2 separate regions of the Gossypium hirsutum genome follow, and region 2 is linked to region 1. The links are chromatin contacts, called in public Hi-C maps. All regions are on one chromosome and are shown on one strand. The core of a region is the stretch at or near the end of the contact, and the rest is flanking DNA. Distances in the headings are between cores, read along the strand shown. Region 1 holds the start of LOC107912701 (putative disease resistance protein RGA3). Region 2 has its middle 16 kb from the start of LOC107912709.

Region 1 (3,749 bases), core at 92-2,591:
AATTGACAATTGCACCACTTGAGTGTACATTAGACATCTTCAGTTTGTCGAACCAATGGACATACCACTTGCTAAATCAAAAAGCGAAATTTATACAAGTCAACTATGAATAAAAATGCCATCCACTAACACATTAATATTAAGGGTACAAATGAATTTCAATAGCCTCACAAGGCATCATATATTCCCGGGACATTCAACCAATAAATTGTACCCTCCACCTGTTACTTGCAACAACTATCACCCTGGGGATAACTTGTGGATAGTCTCGAATTAGGTCACTTTATAACCTATCTCTCGACTAAGGGGAGACTATTGTTATATTCCTACCCCAATTTGGACTTGGTTGGGTATTACTTAATAGGGGGACTCCTTTCCACACAAAAACCTAAAACGCTAAGTATTGATCTTGAGCCCGTTTACTTCTCCAGCTGTCGCCCCTAGAATGGGTGAATTGGCCTCCTTTGACACCACCCCCTCCTCTTTCTCCACTTCTGTATCACAATATATATATAATGATAAATTTAGAGTAAATTATTATAATTATATATTTTATAATTTTTTAAATAATTTTAGTAATTTTTTTAATTTTTTAATTTTGCACTCATTCAAAATGAATTTGGGTTACCATTTGTCCAAATTCATTCTATATGCTTGTTTTAATTAGTTTTTTTAATTTGTAAAATATATTTTAAATTTTTTTTTGCTGACATCAGCATGTCACGTAAGCATACTATTACATAACATCTTTTGGTGGCTTTCATCTACCGCGTTAGCATGTTAACAGTCAAACTGGTCAGCTAAGGGCTCAAATGAATACAACTATTTCATAAAGGCTCAATTAATTTTTAAATTTTTGATTGATGATCTATTTGACCCTTAAACCTTTAAAAAAATTATTTTTACATTTAATATTTTTATAATGAAATTATGAAAGGGATAGATAAGTGAACTCTTGCACCGGTCTAGCTCTACTTCGCTCCAGTTTTTTATTGGTTTTTAAATTTGTATAAAAAGTAAGTTATGATTTTGGTTTAACCATTAAAAAAGAAATTATTGATGTTTGCCAACATAACATTTTCGAATAATGATTAGTTCTTGTGGATTATGTTATTCTGGTTTGGGAGATGAGATGGGAAATATATGTCATAAATTCTTTGAAGTTTTCTACATGTATTTTGAATATTATATAGTCAATTTGTTTATTATTATTTTATTAATTATTATTAGCGATAGCAGTGATAATGTTCTACCAAAAACAAATATTAACCATTAAATATACTCCATTCTTATATAAAAATCAATTACCAGGTAAACAATCAACTCACCAAACTTCATAATTAGTCTTTGTATTTTACACCACCTACTTTCCCTCTTTTTCCACATTAAAGATATGGCGCCTTATTTGGCTTACAAAGTCAAGTCAATGCAGTGTGGAACCAACTTTATGTGCCATTATTTTCTTATCTTTGATTATCCGCAATCCATCCACCGTTGTTTCTTTGTTACCAAATTCTTCTTCAGTTTCCAATTATTGTTGCTTTGCTGATCACGAAATTTTAGGAGAGAGTAGAAATGGCGGACGCATTTGTTTCGGCTTTTGTGAATACCATTTTGGACAAATTGACCTCCTTGTCCCTGGAGCAGATCGGCCTTGCGGGCAGCCTCAAAACAGAGCTTGACTGTCTGGAGAGCACTCTATCTACAATCCAAGCCGTGCTCCTTGATGCCGAGAAGAAGCAGTGGAAGAGTGAAGCTATCAAGAACTGGCTTGGAAAGCTCAAACAAGCAGCTTATCATCTGGAAGATGTGCTCGATGACTTCAAAGAAGAAGCTCGGAACCGTAGCCTGTGTAAGGATGCAAGAAGCAAGGTATCCACCTTCTTTTCTCCTCGGAACCCACTTGTGTTTCGGTTACAAATGGCACGTAAATTTAAGAATGCTAGAGAGAAATTAAATGCCATTGCTGAGGAGAAAAGCAAGTTCCACTTGAGAGAGGGTGTAGGAGAAGCTGAGATCGAGCAGAATGAAGACAGGCAAACCAGCTCCCTTGTGGACGAGTCTGAAATACTAGGCAGAGCAGATGAGAAGGAAGAGATAGTTAGCATGTTACTTAGCAATGCGAGTCACCATGATGATCTCTCTGTGTATGCAATATGCGGCATGGGAGGTCTTGTAAAGACCACACTTGCTCAATTGGCTTACAATGATGAAAATGTTGCAAAAGCCTTTGATATGAGAGCTTGGGTGTGTGTATCCGATGATTTTGATATAAAACGGTTGACTAAAACTATTGTGGAATCCATTGAAGGGAAGTTATGCGATATCCAAGAGTTAGATCCCCTGCAACGGCACTTAGGAGAAAAGCTTGTTGGGAAACGATTTTTGCTTGTATTGGATGATGTGTGGAATGAATACCGTGACAAGTGGGTTAGGCTGAAGCAAGCGCTACGGAGTGGACGAAGAGGAAGTACAATCATTGTCACAACTCGACTTGAGAAAGTGGCTCTTATGATGGCTACAGATCCTTTCCAACGCCTGGGATGTTTGTCAGATGATGATTCTTGGTCCTTGTTCAAGCAAAGAGCTTTTGTAATGGGAATGAATGAGGGTAATGTCAACCTGGAAATGATTGGGAGGCAGATTGTGCAGAGATGCGGAGGGGTACCTTTGGCAATTACGGCCATAGGAAGCATACTAGGTTCCAAAAGTCAAGAAAGTGAATGGTTACGTGTCAAAGATAGCGAGATATGGGGTTTGGAAGATGAGGGAAAAAGAATCTTGGCTGTGTTGAGGTTGAGTTATGAGCATCTTCCACCATATATGAAACAATGCTTTTCATTTTGCTCAATATTTCCTAAAGATTCTGTCATGGAAAAGGACGAGCTGATAGGACTATGGATGGCAAATGGATTTATTCCTTCTCGGGGACAGTTGGATTTGCATGATATGGGTTGTGAAATATTCTCTGAATTGACTCGAAGGTCCTTTTTCCAAGAGATCAAAGAGGATGTTGATGGAACTGTTACATGTAAAATGCATGATTTAATCCATGACGTTGCAACATCAATTATGGGTCATGAATGCTACGCAATTGAGCTTAATGAGAGGTCGAAAATACCAAAAACTGCTCGTCACTTGTTTGTTCATAAAATAAGTTCGTCAACAAAATTTATGGACTTATCCAAATTGCAACCATTGCGTTCTTTAATCGTTGGCCGCCGGTTCGACTTTATTGATAACCTCTCTAATCCTTCCCATTTCTTCAGTAAACAAAAGCATCTGAAGGTGTTGGATTTTGGTTATGGTTTTAGCAGTATTGCATTTGGAAGTTTGAAACAGCTAAGGTATTTACGCCTTCATGATGATACTATGAAAACTCTACCTGAAGCAACAAGCTCCCTTCATAACTTGCAGACACTAAATCTCCAACGGTGTTATCGTCTTGAAATGTTACCAAAAGGTATGAAGCACTTGAAAAACCTTAGGTACTTGGACCTCGGAAAGTATACTTCACTGGCATCTATGCCTTTTGGATTGGGACAACTGTCGTGCTTGCGTAAGCTCAGCATGTTTGTTGTGGGAAAGGACATTGGTTGTGGAGCCATTGATGAGTTGAAAGAGTTGGCCCTGGAGGGGGAATTGAGCATCAGAGGACTTCAGAACGTAAAGAGTTCAACAGATGCTAAAAATGCCAATTTGATAAAGAAGCAAAATTTGAGATCATTAAGCTTATCTTGGCGAGTAAA
Region 2 (3,235 bases), core at 393-2,892, 120 kb after region 1:
GGTAACCGCTATATATAATAATTAGTAGAATAGGAAAGGGTTGTACATTCTTGAATTTGAATCCTCACTTATAGAGTTATACAAAAGTGGTTAAAGTATTATAGAGGTCTTTTATTAGAAGTGAAATTATATTTTATTTTTTTATTTAAAAATAAGTAAATTAGTATTTATATGTTGGATCAAATAGTAATTTGGTAAAAATCCATTCAATTTTACTCAGTTTTTAACAGTAGAAATGGATGAAATTAACAGAAGAGCCGGTTTACTTTTTAATCTAATGTACAAGGACTAATTTGTTCTTTTTTTAATAAAGGAAGCAAAATGCAATCCAAATCTTAATATAAAAACTTCTATAATACTTTTATCTACAAAATTTGAATCTTAAATATTTCAATGTCATATTTTAAGAGTAGCCATGAACAAACTAAGCTCAATAATGAGTTCAAAACTATAAATAATTTGAAGGTTTTAACTTTGATCAAAACAATGTAACAAAATACATATAAACATAATTCTCATAGTTACTTTTGTGAACTTATGATTCATATGTTTATACAATTCCAAAATATAATCGTAACGAATTTCAATTAATTTTCACATTCACATTTTTGCCTACCCATTTATATTTAAATTCAAAATCTCAAATTTATATTCTAAAAAAGAAATTTTACAAGACGAGTTTTTTAAGTGACATATTAGGCTTTCGTCACCAAAACAATGCATACGTCAAGATATTTTTATAAGACATTAGTAAAAATTCATCAAAAATGTTTTAGTCATTGTATTATGATTAAGTTTCGGATTCAATTATTGTACCCTAATTTAATTATTTTTAATCTTTATGTAATATTATCACATGTATTATATAATGTCAACTTATTATTTTCATGTAATATTAAAAATGTGTCATTTGAGTTAAGGGTTTAATAGCTACTTATAGAGTTATGATTGGAATTTTGAATATATAAAAAGTAAGTGGGCTAAAATAATATAATTAGAGAATATAGACTAAATCCACAACTTACGCATAGTATGAGATTAATAATAGAATTTGACCTAATGAATTAATCGCTATCATTTGGGTTAAGACTAAAATTTAAATTTTAAAAAGTTTAAAAACTAAAATTAATCAAATTAAAGTACAAAAACTAAATTCACGACTTACATATTTTACAAGAATTAATAATAAAATATAACCATCAAAACTCTTACTTTAGTGTCTTGAAAATATTATGTCAAGATTAGAGAGGGACGGAAATACTTTTAGTCTCCCCGTAAAAATATAAATTTGATGTATTGATAATATATAATTTAAATGGTACATTATTAAATTTAAGACTATTTTTAAGGTTTTTATCATATAAAATTTAAATAAAACGAAATGTATATTTATTATAGATGAATACAAAAAAAATATTATAGTCAATAATCTTTATATTTAGTGACAAAAACATTATATTATAAACATGAAATTTAAATTCGATCCGAGCAACCCTATACTCCTCCGATTATTAAAAGAAAAATTTACTATAAATAGTCATTGAGAATAAATTATATAAAAAAGAAATAAAGTCGTAAAACTTCTGTACATGGTAATGGACCCATTTAAATGGGGTGGTTAAGGACATGTCTGGACCATTGCCTTGAAGTTCAAAAAATTTTCAAAGTTCAGATAATGTTCATTGGTGACAATTCCGAGGCAATTGACAAAGAATTTGCTTCCCAAAAGTTGGACTCTAATTTATGTGTAAACTATAAAATATTGGTCAACGAAACTAGAATTATATTGAATTGTATGTATTGGTCTACCAAATAACAAACAGTCAAATATCTATTTTCTTTGTTCGAAGTTATAAAATCTAATTTTTGGACAACATATTGGATTAAATTTTCATAACCTTCCCCTTTTTTCCCCTATGCTGCATAAATAGATTTCTTCATGATGTTTGTAGACAAGTATATCGTGTTACATTTTACGTCATATTAATAATTATTTTTTTGTGTTTTAAGTGTCGAAAATGATAAGATGTAGTTTTTTATTGCATATAGCCGCAGATTTGTTCATGAACACAAGCAATATTTTTTTACCCGTAATTGATTGGGTTTAAGGATATTTCACATTTCAGACCAAAAGGATTTGAATTACTATTTATGCAATAAATTTTTTTATTTATTTAAGCTTAACTACAAAATTGATATAAAAATCTTAATATTAGTTTGAAAGTGAAAAGTGAAATTAACACCTCTACTAAAAAACTAGTTAATCCCCATACTTTCACCTAAGTAAACCATATATAAATATACTGGCCTGAATATCAAATAATGACGTGAAAATAATAAAACATATGATGTGGGCAAAAGAAATAATAAAATACTTGAAATATGAACAAAATACCACAAATTTGATGGCATTTTAAACAATAGTATGTTTAAGCAACACAGTGGACTTGCATTTTCGACAAAATAGTATTAGACCTTCCTTCCCAAAGCTTATTTTACTTACCACTATGACGACTTAATGACATAATGAGCAATCATAAAGAACTGAATCTATTGAACATCTACCGAGGATGGGTAAAACCGAAACCAGATCAAGCCGATGCAAAGACCGAATCATCAAACAAGAGTTGGTGACATATTTAGAAGGAAAATGAGTCACTTCAAAGAAAGCTGACTCGAAAATCTCTTCCATGAGTTCAGCTTCTTAGAATATCTATTCAAAGTAATACATTCTATTGTACTTAGTTCTAAGTAAATCCCAAAATTATATCAGGCCGATGCAAGATCGAATCATAAAAAGCAAGAGCTAGCAACATATTTAAACGGAAAATGAGTCACTTCGGAGAAAGCTGATTCAGACTTTCCTTTAAGTGAAAAGTAAAGATCCATGAATTCAGCTTCTTAGAATAACTATTCTGTATCTATGGCTACTGGAAGTACCGCATTCTATTGTACTCAGTTCCAAGTAAAACTAAATTACATCAAGGCAATGCAAGATTGAAATGAGCCGCTTCAATGAAAGCAGAGTCGAAAATTTTTTCTAGGTGAAGATTCATTAATTCAGCTTCTTAGAATATCTGTTCTATGTTTATAGGAATAAAAACTACTACTTCCTAATGTACTTAAAGTTCAAGTAAAATCAAAATCAGATCGAGCCAACGGAAGATCAAATCATAAAAGTATTTAAATGGAAAATGAATGGCTTTGAAGAAAGCTGACTCAAAAATTTCTTCAA

What was found. A called contact is a pair of places that touch in the nucleus more often than the background predicts.
Region 2: a Hi-C map of leaf shows a contact between it and region 1, with 2.9 times the contacts expected there. The contact joins the enhancer-like site here to the promoter of LOC107912701 in region 1. A contact is called at or near these places in 6 of 34 Hi-C or Micro-C datasets (callus, leaf and seedling).

The regions. Positions count from the first base shown.
Region 1 is chrA11:21,392,161-21,395,909 of Gossypium_hirsutum_v2.1, forward strand. LOC107912701 (putative disease resistance protein RGA3) reads left to right here and starts at 1,342. Exons shown (of 3, transcript XR_005904920.1): 1 at 1,342-3,749.
Region 2 is chrA11:21,509,384-21,512,618 of Gossypium_hirsutum_v2.1, forward strand. No RefSeq gene overlaps it. Among protein-coding and RNA genes, the nearest start is that of LOC107912709, 16 kb to the right of the region's middle. Within about 2 kb of position 1,643, at least 4 of the 9 cell types and tissues checked have an H3K27ac peak or open chromatin away from gene starts, as enhancers often do. A contact at or near this core is called in leaf, where this site is marked.